Linked DNA regions of Sus scrofa: regions 1, 2 and 4 are each linked to region 3. The links are chromatin contacts, called in public Hi-C and promoter capture Hi-C maps. All regions are on one chromosome and are shown on one strand. Each heading gives the region's core, a stretch centred on a gene start, on an enhancer-like site or on the middle of the called end of the contact. The rest is flanking DNA. Distances are from core to core; before and after follow the strand shown.

The links. Promoter capture Hi-C pulls out the DNA fragments that hold promoters and counts their contacts. A called contact is a pair of places that touch in the nucleus more often than the background predicts.
Region 1: a promoter capture Hi-C map of fetal liver shows a contact between it and region 3, with 8 times the contacts expected there. The contact joins the enhancer-like site here to the promoter of ABTB2 in region 3. A contact is called at or near these places in 5 of 5 promoter capture datasets (fetal liver, fetal skeletal muscle, liver and 1 more), 25 of 47 Hi-C or Micro-C datasets (adipose tissue, alveolar macrophages, blood and 15 more) and 2 of 2 datasets of contacts at active chromatin or transcription factors (alveolar macrophages and skeletal muscle).
Region 2: a promoter capture Hi-C map of liver shows a contact between it and region 3, with 11 times the contacts expected there. The contact joins the enhancer-like site here to the promoter of ABTB2 in region 3. A contact is called at or near these places in 2 of 5 promoter capture datasets (fetal skeletal muscle and liver), 16 of 47 Hi-C or Micro-C datasets (adipose tissue, alveolar macrophages, embryonic fibroblasts and 9 more) and 1 of 2 datasets of contacts at active chromatin or transcription factors (skeletal muscle).
Region 4: a contact with region 3 is called in a Hi-C map of skeletal muscle, with 4 times the contacts expected there. The contact joins the promoter of NAT10 here to the promoter of ABTB2 in region 3. A contact is called at or near these places in 3 of 5 promoter capture datasets (fetal liver, fetal skeletal muscle and liver), 4 of 47 Hi-C or Micro-C datasets (embryonic fibroblasts, heart right ventricle, liver and 1 more) and 1 of 2 datasets of contacts at active chromatin or transcription factors (alveolar macrophages).

The regions. Positions count from the first base shown.
Region 1 is chr2:26,782,139-26,784,838 of Sscrofa11.1, forward strand. It overlaps ABTB2 (ankyrin repeat and BTB/POZ domain-containing protein 2), which reads left to right. Exons shown (of 17, transcript XM_003122881.5): 17 at 1-42. Among named protein-coding and RNA genes, the nearest start is that of NAT10, 44 kb to the right of the region's middle. Within about 2 kb of position 1,438, at least 40 of the 83 cell types and tissues checked have an H3K27ac peak or open chromatin away from gene starts, as enhancers often do. A contact at or near this core is called in adipose tissue, brain, epiblast stem cells and 6 more, where this site is marked.
Region 2 is chr2:26,716,442-26,719,141 of Sscrofa11.1, forward strand. All of the region lies in intron 1 of ABTB2 (ankyrin repeat and BTB/POZ domain-containing protein 2), which reads left to right. Among named protein-coding and RNA genes, the nearest start is that of NAT10, 110 kb to the right of the region's middle. Within about 2 kb of position 1,305, at least 18 of the 83 cell types and tissues checked have an H3K27ac peak or open chromatin away from gene starts, as enhancers often do. A contact at or near this core is called in fetal liver and liver, where this site is marked.
Region 3 is chr2:26,578,079-26,580,778 of Sscrofa11.1, forward strand. ABTB2 (ankyrin repeat and BTB/POZ domain-containing protein 2) reads left to right here and starts at 1,448. Exons shown (of 17, transcript XM_003122881.5): 1 at 1,448-2,700. The coding sequence starts at 1,927.
Region 4 is chr2:26,825,759-26,828,458 of Sscrofa11.1, forward strand. It overlaps NAT10 (RNA cytidine acetyltransferase), which reads right to left and starts at 1,302. Exons shown (of 29, transcript XM_003122875.5): 1 at 1,105-1,302.

The DNA of each region.
Region 1 (2,700 bases), core at 188-2,687, 200 kb after region 3:
GGTACTACGGTTTCATTAACAATAAACACTCGTTAACAATGACCTTGGCCTCGTCATGGCAGCTGGTAGAGGGTTACTCAAAGGTCAGACCTGGGGAGCCGCCCATTTAGGACCAGGAAGGGAACCCAGAGCCGATGCCCTAGTTACGTAGGACAGCCGCGTCTCAGAGGGAAAGAACTTCCTACCCAAAATGGCTGTGGTCACCCACCAGCCCCCTGCCCTGCCTCACGCAGGACCTGCATCCAGATAGGACTTTTGCTGGGCCTCAGGTTTCCTTTTCTGTCAAATGGGGGAGCTGGGAGTTCCTGTTGTGACTCAGCAGAAACGAATCTGATTAGCATCCATGAGGACGCAGGTTCAATCCCTGGCCTTGTTCAGTGGGTTAAGGATCCAGTGTTGCCATGAGCTGTGGTATAGGCTGCTATCATGGCTTGGAACTGCCATGGCTGTGGCTGTGGTATAGGCCGGCAGCTGCAGCTCCAATTTGACCCCTAGCCTGGGAACTTCCCTATGCCATGAGTGTGGCTCTAAAAAGACACCCCCACCCCCCACCAGAAAAATGGGGTAGCTGATGTGAAGTAGTTCCCTTTGTTAATAAGCACTCAAGGGCCACTAAGCTGGGCTGGAAGGACAGGAGCCCAGTGACAGGAATAAGGCAGCTGGCAGGGGCTGTCCTGATCTGCCTCTGTCTTTGGGGTTGTTTGAATAGTTGTTTGCAAACCTCTCATAGTCCAAACCTGTGTGGCCCAGTGAGGGGAGGGTCTGATGAGTGGACCCTTGACCTTTCCTTCCGTGGCTGCTGCCTCCAGGACCTGCGGAGCTCGAGCTGGCTGTGCCACCTGCTAAGGAGGGAGGACCGGGAGCCAGTAACTCAGGCCCAAGGGTTTTCTGGGGTCAGTTGTAGTTTGTCTTAGGAGTAAAGTCCAGGCAGAAATAAAGGGTTTTTTAAATGTTTCCTGCCTTGTGGTCACTGGGAACACTGCCCTGAGAGGCCGTGGTTCAGTGACCAATAAGCCGGGACTCAGGAGGTGGGAGACGCACACGGAGGAGACCTCAAGGGGTCAGTCCTGGGAAAGGCTGGTTGCCGGCTTTGCAGGGTGGGGCCCAGGCCCGGCTGCCTGAGGCCCAGCCTGGGGCTCTGGCCTCTGTAGGGAGAGGGCCTGGCACGAACCTACAGCGCCCTCTGGGGGCCGCAAGGAGGACTGGGGGAGGGTAAAGGAACGGTGACAAGGGAAGGATGGGACTCCTTTGAGCCCGCGTGTAGCAGGAACACACTCTCGAGCGACACTTAAATCTAATTAGAAAAAAAAAAAAAAAAGGTTCTCCCCAGGGGCTGCGAGGACGAGGAAAAGGCATGTTGGGTCCCTTACCTTGCCCCGGCGACTGGGCCACCTCCTCCGGCCAGGGCTCCAGCGTGTGGGGCCGTTTCTCCTCTGCTGCCTGCTCCAAGCTGTGAGCGGCCAGCAGCAGGCTGCGGGGAACGAACGTCTCCTTAGCAGGAGTCCCTGGAAACGGGCGGGATTTCCTTCTGCTCCAGCTGGGCCGCAGGCAGCCCTAAGCCAGGCTGACCGGGCTGGGGGTCTAAAGGAAACCCACCCAGACGGGAGGGAGCCCAAGTCCGGCTTGGGCTGGCCACCAAGGCTGCCACTGAGTCTGCCGTCCTGCGGTGCCTACCCCTGCACCCCCCCCACATTCCTCCTCTGTTACTCCCCGCCCTTCCTGCTCCCGCCAGTCCAGTCGCCAGCCAGATGCTGGGATTAGCACAGCAGAAGCGGTGCAGGCCACACAAGAAAAGCCTCAGCATCTCCCTTTCCTGCCGCCCCCAGCCCTCTGCAGAGACCACACCACCTTTCAACTTCCACCAGTTGTTTATAGCAGGGAGGGCAGCCCTGCTCCCAGGTCTGGAGCCTGAAGCGCCTACTCGGCCCCCCCAAACCTGCCCCGGGCGGGGGGGGGGGGGGTGCCAGCTCCGCCCCCTTCAGGCCCGAGGAGCCGCTGGTGCAATGGCCTCAGATAATGAGGCTACATTTTCCCAAGGTGACGGTTACTCATTTCCTCCCCTCCCCCAGCCTCAACAGCTCCCTTTGTGTGGTCTCCTGGTCACTCCGTCGTCCTCCGGGACCATGGGGGACAGATGAGCAGTGGAAGCGCTGAAGCAGGCCAGCCCTGGCCCCCTCCTGGCTTGGGGGGGTGGTGGGATGGAGACCATTTAGGAATCTTCTTTGTTCAGGCTTCTTCAGCACCTTCCCAGCCCGGCGACAGCATTCAGAGCCGGCCTATCTGAATTCATTTTGCAAGTGAGATTTCCTGAGACAGCGAGCTTTACAGATGTCGCTCTGTCTGGGGGCCAGATGGTGAGGTCTAGGGGAGGCGCTGCCTTTTTGGGTTTGGAGGAGAACCCAAGATCACAACCACGAAGTGCAGACACCTGTTTAGGAACACACGCTTTGCAAATAAAAAGCCAGGACTGTATCCAGTAGGTGAAATGCTCACTTCCTTCTAGTGCGCAGAGGGGAAGGCCCAAGGCCCCGTCAGGGGAGACGCTTGTCCGTGGACACAGAGCTGGACAGGTCTGACCGACACGCTCCTTGGTAGGACTCCGTGAGCGCAGGCTGTGGTTTTAGAACAAAGCCAGTCACTCGGTACAACTTAGTGCTGACATGAGCCACGGAACCCAGAGCGGCCTGGAGAGCGCCTGCT
Region 2 (2,700 bases), core at 55-2,554, 140 kb after region 3:
GGGGCCCCTCCCCAACCTATCACTGTCCCAGAACCTCCCTATACAGGCTCTTCCTCTGCATGGGAACAACCCCTTCGCCAGACTGATAACTATTCATCAGCCACGTCCCTTCCTCCAGGAAGCCTTCCTTGACTACTAGGCCTAGGTAGTCTGGCTTAGAGACCCTCCTGGGCTCCTTGGTCTGACTCCATGTGGCCCTTTGCACATATTATTGACTTGGCTTGTGTACTGTTTGCTCTCCTTCACCAGACTGCAAACATCAAGAGGCTAGATCTGTTATGGCCTGTTCATTTTTCTATCCTCAGAGCATAGCCACTTCTAGCAGAGTATTGGCTCATTAGTTGAAGAAATGAGTGAGTGAGTAAAGAATAAATGACCCTTGCGTGGTGAGCAAAGCATGATTCTTTATCAGCACAGACCTTCAGGAAATAATAGGATAGATTAGTATCGGGTCCATCCCTTCCTCTGGATACTGATAAATACTTTTATATGATATCTGATGGCTTTATCCCAGAGGCACTGGCCCTGGGAATCAGGCCACTTATATGAATATTACAATAGAAGGATATTTACTACATATTTATGAAATGTTTTGCTAAATGCTTGCTTCTTTTAATTCTCAAATAATCCTGTGAATTATGAACTATTATTAGGTCTGTTATACAGATGAAAAAATTGAGGCTCAGAGAGGTTAAGTAACTAGTCCAACATCACACAGCCAATAAGATTGAGCGCTAAGTTTTGAACCTTCTTCCTTCTGACTCATGCTATTAAATCATCTGGAGTGTCTAATAGCCAGAGCCATTTGGAATGGGAAGCAAAGCTGACTGAAGCAGGTTATGTTTGTTAGAAGGACTCTAGCACAGTACATTTCTGACTAATGCACTCATGTTCTATTAATAAATATCTTGGCCTCCTGCCCTGGACCTTGTGATAATTGCCTCTTTTTTTTTTTTTTTTTTTTTTTAACTCCCAAGGAGTGACGTGTGTGTATTACAGGTGCTCGGGCTCATTTACCCTCTCCTTCTGCTGGGTTGACACGTGGAGACTTCTGCTCCCCTCTTTTTCCTGCCAGCAGCACTGCTCTCCCTGGGGATGTAGCTCAGATTTGGCTCCCAGGACAAGCTTTGCCTCCTCTCCCGTCTCCAGACCCACCTGTATTCCCAACCCCCAGCACTGGCAACACTGTCACCTTTTCATGCTTGGTGACACTGGGCTTTGTGGCATGAGGATTTCCCTGGCTCTCGCTGTCCTCAGTGCCAGTATGTTGCAGCCTGACCCTGCCCCCGTACTGGCGGTCCAGGCCACTGCGTGGCTGCGCCGTGATCATGCAGGCTCAACGCAGTGAGTATGCAGTTGGGCTGAGTGTCAGCAGGATGCCACAGGAAGGGTGTCCCCCCAACACCCCCCATGAGGTGGCCCCTGAGTCACCACCATCTGGCCAGGTGAATGGGCTGGCTCTCAGAGGGGCTGATTTGGGAATGAGACCTGCAGATAAAAATCTCACCTCCTGCTTAGGAAATAGGACAGTTTGTGCCTGAATTTCTTTTTTCTTTTTTTCTTTCTTTTTTTTTTTTTTTTTGTCTTTTTAGGGCCACACCCGCAGCAATGGAGTTTCCCAGGCTAGGGGTCCAATTGGAGCTACAGCCACAGCAACTTGGGATCTGAGCCACGTCTGCAACCTACACCACAGCTCATGGCAACGCTGGATCCTTAACCTACTGAGTGAGGCCAGGGATCAAACCCGCAACCTCATGGTTCCTAGTCAGATTCATTTCTGCTGCGCCCTGACGGGAACTTCCTGAATTTCTTTCCCTTGGTGTTTTTTTTTTTTTTTTTTTTTTCTTCTTCTTTTTTTTAAAGTACTGTCTATATAGGAAACAAGTTTTCCTTTTTTTTTTTTTTTTTTTTTTGCCACTGTGAGCTCACAAAAATGTTGTAATAATGATTTTGTTTAGGAGTTCCCATTGTGGTGCAGGGGAAATGAATCCTATTAAAATATGCGTGTTCATTATTTATTCTGTAGGAAAAAAAAGATGTGAAGAATAATAGAGAAAAAAGTCATCTGAAGTTCTCCCGTGCAGAAATAACTATCTTTTATGTTAGATGACCTCCATTCTGAGTTTGTAGGTAGTTAGATCATAGTACTTTTTTTTTAAACATTCCCCTTGTTTTCTTATATAAAAATTTAATGTCATAGTTCTCTTGTGGTGCAGCAGTTTAAGGACCTGGCATTGTCACTGAAGTGCTAGGGTCACTGCTGTGGCACAGGTTTAATCCCTAGCCCAGGAACTTCCATATGCCATGGGCATGGCCAAAAAAATTTTTTTAATTTGAGCTAACTACTTTTCTGTCATTTTTGAAATTATGGATATTCCCATGCTCAGAGGAAACATTTTATCACCCTCTGCTCCAAGTGCATCTCCCCCATCACATCCCGTTTCTTTATAACAATCACTTTTTACTGCACCAGTAAATCATATTCACTTTAAGAAGTTTAGAAAGCACAGTAGTTCTAAACATATTTATAGCCCCAGCATAGAGAGAAGCGCTCTCACCTAGGTGATTATATGCATGAGTTGGGGGAAGGGCTGATATTTTGGGATCAAGACTGGGTTTGTGTTTTGACGGTGTTGCCCTCATACAAAAGGGCCTCGATGTTGCCCTTGGCTCACAGGACCTGGTGTGCTCAACCAGCCT
Region 3 (2,700 bases), core at 198-2,697:
CCTTGAAGCCGTCCCCAGTTTTAACCACGAGGCGGCGATATTGCATAAATAAAGACCCGCAGGAAAAAACAATCAGGCAAAACTGCCCAAGAAAAAGGAGTTTCACAGGAAAAGGCAGTTAATTTAAGAAGAGACAAACCAGACATTTCTAGTTCGTATCAACTCAAGGCCCAAGGTCAGGGCCATGTAAGATACAGCACAAAGGAGCTATTCTATTCCAGAGTGCGGGAGGAGGCTGACTTGGGGGAAACTCGCGCAGTCTCCTTGATTTTGCGGTTTCACACTGGAGGGGGCACAGCACATGCACGTTCGTGCACGTGTGTGAATAGTTACAGGACAACTGCGGGACGGAGTGGGGCGGGCGTGGATCTGCTAGAACCAATAAAGCTCTGATTAGGACGCATCTGAGACAGGTTTACAATGGTGTTTCTTGGATGTCAGCTCTCATTTTATTCAGAGGAAGGAAGTCCTGGGGCTGGGGGCGGGGATGCATATATTTCTCCCTTGTCACATCATTAGGAAGAGCTAAATTCAGCCAGGTGTTCCAATCCCAGGCCAGCGCTAGGGACGTTTCTCACCTTCACATTCTTCCAGTAATAACCCTACACATAGACACTGTGGGACACTGGCATCTCGATCAGAAAGGCACCTGATGGCAAGCAGCGTTGCACAGTTGTAACAGGGGAGTCAAGGACACTTTTGAGAATCTGATCTGGGCCTCTCCCCAGAGAAATACTCCGACTATTGCGTGTGTAATTTCAAGTGCCTGGGGAGGCAGGGGCGGAATCGCAGGCCTCCTGGAGCCCGTCGGTCTATCAGTTTCCAGGTTAAGAAGAAATTCTGTTCTGATTGGAGCCTAGATAGCAACGTCAAGAAAACCAGACGGATTTGGGAAGGGAGGCAAGTTAGGGGCGTTCCTCCTCTCTCCAAACACAACTGGAGTTTCGTCTCGGAGAAAAAGGGAGGGACTTGGCAGAAAGTCCTCGGAGAGGTGGAGCGCCAGGCTTGGACCCCCTCCCCCATGCCGAGGTCCCCTTCCCTATTCAACCTCCTTCTGCGACCCACGCCAGCATTGGCGTTCGGCAGCAGAAGGCTCGAAACGGAGCTGCGAACACTCAAAGCCCGGACGGCGGGAAGAGGACAGCGCACAGTGGCTTTTCCTTTATATTTTTCTTTAAATCGTGGGCTCCCGAGCCTCGCGTTTCAACCTCTCCTTTCCCAGTCTCTGCTCCCCACATCCCAGCTCCCAGTTCTCTCATTCTCCTTCTCTTCCCCCTCCTCCAACGTCCTCCCAGCCGCCTTTCTCGACCCTCGGCCTCCAGCCCCGCCTCCGCCGCCGCGGGGTTTCACCCGCGGCTGAGTGCAATCTGCATAGTGACCGCCCCTGTGGGAGATCATTGGTGCAACCCCTGCCCGTCACGGCCGATGATTGGTGGGCCCGCCGCTGGTTATTTGCATGTCGGCAGCAGCCGGGTACCCAGCTGTGCGGGCGGCCGGTTCAGCGCAGAAGTTTGCCGAGCGCTTTCAGGCCGGCTGGTCCGGGACTCGCGCAGCGCCGGGAGCCGCCTCCTTCTCCTGCCGCCGCCGCCCTGTTCTCTCGGGATTCCTTCTCTACGGAGGATAGACGCTCTGCCTGGGGGAAGTTGAAGTGGACTGGGGAGTGCTGAGGACGAGCAGCGGGGGACCGTTCCAGTGACAGCTTGGAATCGGGCCGCCAGACGCGGGGGGCTCCGGCAGCCGGGAATCTCGCCTACCTTCCCGCGGCCGCCGGAGCAGGCGGGCGGGCGATGCGGCGGCCAAGCCCCGCGGCGCCAAGAGGAAGGAGGGCGCCCGGGAGAGCTTAGAGCTTTTTCTGCCCACTTGGGGAAGGGCGCATGGAGTTGTGAGCGCCCCTCGCTCGGCGAGGCCGCCCCCGGCAGGCTCCCCATGGCCGGGACGTACAGTTCCACTTTGAAGACGCTGGAGGACTTGACCTTGGACTCCGGGTATGGGGCGGGGGACTCGTGCCGCTCTCTCAGTCTCTCGTCCTCCAAGTCCAACTCGCAGGCGCTCAACTCTTCGGCGCAGCAGCACCGCGGGGCGGCCTGGTGGTGCTATTCTGGCTCCATGAACAGCCGCCACAACAGTTGGGACACGGTGAACACGGTGCTGCCCGAGGACCCCGAGGTGGCAGACCTCTTCTCGCGCTGCCCGCGCCTCCCCGAGCTGGAGGAGTTCCCTTGGACCGAGGGAGACGTGGCCCGGGTGCTTCGCAAAGGTGCGGGCGCCCGGCGACTGCCCCTATTCTCCGCCGAGGCGGTCAGGCGCTTGGCGGGGCTGCTCCGTCGGGCGCTCATCCGTGTGGCCCGCGAGGCGCAGCGCCTGAGCGTGCTGCACGCCAAGTGCACCCGTTTCGAGGTGCAGAGCGCCGTGCGCCTGGTTCACAGTTGGGCACTGGCCGAGAGCTGCGCCCTGGCCGCCGTCAAGGCACTGTCCCTGTACAGCATGAGCGCTGGCGATGGGCTGCGCCGGGGCAAGTCGGCACGCTGTGGCCTCACCTTCTCCGTGGGTCGCTTCTTCCGCTGGATGGTGGACACCCGCATCTCCGTGCGCATCCACGAGTACGCGGCCATCTCGCTCACCGCCTGCATGGAGAACTTGGTGGAGGAGATCCGGGCCAGGGTGCTGGCCAGCCAGAGCCCCGACGGCGGAGGTGCTGGA
Region 4 (2,700 bases), core at 52-2,551, 250 kb after region 3:
AAATCTCAATTGTCTCTACAATGTAAAAGTAATAATGACATGTTTAGAAACCTCAGTGCTTGCTGCATTTCATGAATAAAGCTCACTAACTGAACCTTAATCCTCCCTTAATTGGGCTTCTAACCTATGGATTTTAGCTGTTCTGTCTACTGTAAAACACTATGTCACAACCAATACTCCTATTTTACAAAGAAAGGACCAAGTATAAAATCTCAAGTAACTCAAGGAAAAGTGACAGAGGCAGGATTTATTCAGGTACCCTTGATTTCAGAACCTGAACTCTTTCCAGCTTACCAATCTGATTTGGCTTATCAGTTGTGTTGCTGGCCACACAAAGATCCCCGGTCAACAACTACTTATTGCTTCTCGATTTAGTTACAGCGGCAACCCCAGAAGTAGAACCTGATTTCAAAGAGCTTTCATTTTCCTTGGAGAAAATACTTAAGAGAAAGAAATGCGGGATAATCTGTCTAAAGATAGACAAAATTAGATGTAAAAATAACAGCTACAGACAGTGGTCTGATGAAAGTCTAGATTACTGTGGGCTAGGACAAGGAAGCCTTAACGGATGAGGGGGAAGATGACTTGTTTTTCACTCATTCATCTATTAGTCTAACACATATACACGGTGTCTATGTCCCAGGCACCATTCTAGGTGCACTGGCAAACAAAACCAAGTCCTGAATAAAGAATATAAAGAATAAGCATTGCGAAGTAGCTAAGGGTGTAGGAGGATCTAGAATCAAACTGCCTCAGTTCAATGCCCAGTGCTGCAATCGGGAAATGTGGGCAAGCTCTGTGGAAAGCAAAAGGCTGTCACCCACTCACTCACCCCGACATCCCCCCGCCCACCTCAGCTACAGTCCCTAGAGGGTGGAGATCAGCCACGCAACCTGTGAACGCGCTCGAGAAGCATTCCCGAGGGTGACCGCCTACTGAGGAAGAGGATCCTCTCATCTAGGAGAGTCCAGGTTGGGAGGCAGTCGGCGGGCTCCGGTATCAGCACGGATGCAGAGCGTTCATCCTGGAGCCGATCTCCTCCGGGCCCAGGAAGGACACGGACACCAATCCCGAAACCGACCCCCGCCATCCCGTGATGGATACCTGCGCCCCGACCTCAGCCAACTCCAACAAGCAGTGAGGCGGAAGCACGTGGGAACCCCTTCTGCGGTACCAGGAGCAGCCGGCCGTCCCCAGCGTATGCCTGACGGCCGACTGGTACAACTCAGGCGATGGTAGGCGGTGCGTGCGCCAGCGCATTGACGGCGCGGCCACAGCGAGCGAGGGGACCTCTTGCAACCCTGTCTCTGAGTGATGACGTCAGAAACCCAGGAGGCGGGGTTGCAGCAACTGCGGCTGTGCGGATTAGTCTCTACCCGCGAGAGCTGTGTTGCCGGGGTATTTTGTCATTGTCAGATACCCTGGTTACGTAGGACAGAATAAGCACAGACACGCCCGCACGCCCAGGTCTGTCACTGCTCTGGGCCGAGCTCAGGTGCCCAGATAGGTCTGGGGCAGCACACGGTATGTGGTCCAGGGTTTTCAGCAGTAGGTAGCGTGGTTCATGCGAAACGCTCCTGGATCGGTGCGTAATTTTGTCAGTTATTTAAATTAGCTTTCCATTTTAACGTAACTAGATGAGGAAACTCGATCTCCACACCTATCTCATTCATCTTACTTGACCCTCCTCATACTCGGTAATGACCTCATAGATCTGCCTGGGATTCCATAGGTTTTTCTACTCTCCTATTCGGCTGCTCTACTTTGTAGATCCCCTTAGGTCTATTACTGGGCTGTCAAATGCTGCCGCTGTTCTGAAAGCCGGCTCTGGAGCTCTGTTCTTCAGTTACCTCCCCTCCTCTCCCTCCTCCCCGACGAATTTGCTCAAGCAGCTGATTTAAAGGGCCACCTATACAGTTAGTGTTTTTGAACCACATCGCTGAACTTAAACGAATCCAACTGTTTGCTTGACATTTCTTGGATGCCTCAATCAGAATGAAGCTGAACTCATTCCTCTTCCCTCCTGAAACTCCCTCCTCAAATCGTTAATTCTGTACCTCCAAATCTAAGCAGCACCACCATTTTAGTCCAACACCCACCATTAAACTTTTGATTTAATGTCAAAGAAATGTCAGTATGTCAGAGACAAGGGATAAAGTGACCAAAACATTCCTGCCCTTCGTGAAACTTAATCTCGGTAAGTTTTAAGACAAAAAGCCATCCAGCAAGGAAAACTAGGGTGCTTCTTTAGAGGGGAAATGGAAGAATTCAGGTGGTGACACTGGTGCAAAGACCTGAATTTAAAAGAACGAATCTTAAGAACCTTTCAGGGAAGTCTTCCCACTCGTTAGGTTGAACACTTAGTGACTTGGCGATGGGAAGTCTCCACAAAGCAGCCAACATAGCCAGAGTACAGCAACCAAAGGAAAAACTGGGAAGTTAGGCCAGATAACAAAGGGCATGTGGGTGTCAGATCTGGAATTTAACTCTAGGTGTGACAGTAAACCACTGGAGTTTGAGTAATAGGAAAGTGACAAAATCTGATTTGCCCTCTTAAAAGGCTCTGGCTGGAGTTCCCATCATGGCTCAGCGGTAAGGAACCCAACTATTATCCATGAGGACGCAGGTTCCATCCCTGGCCTCGCTCAGTGGGTTGGAGATATGGCATTGCTGTGGCTGTGGTGTAGGCCAGCAGCGGCA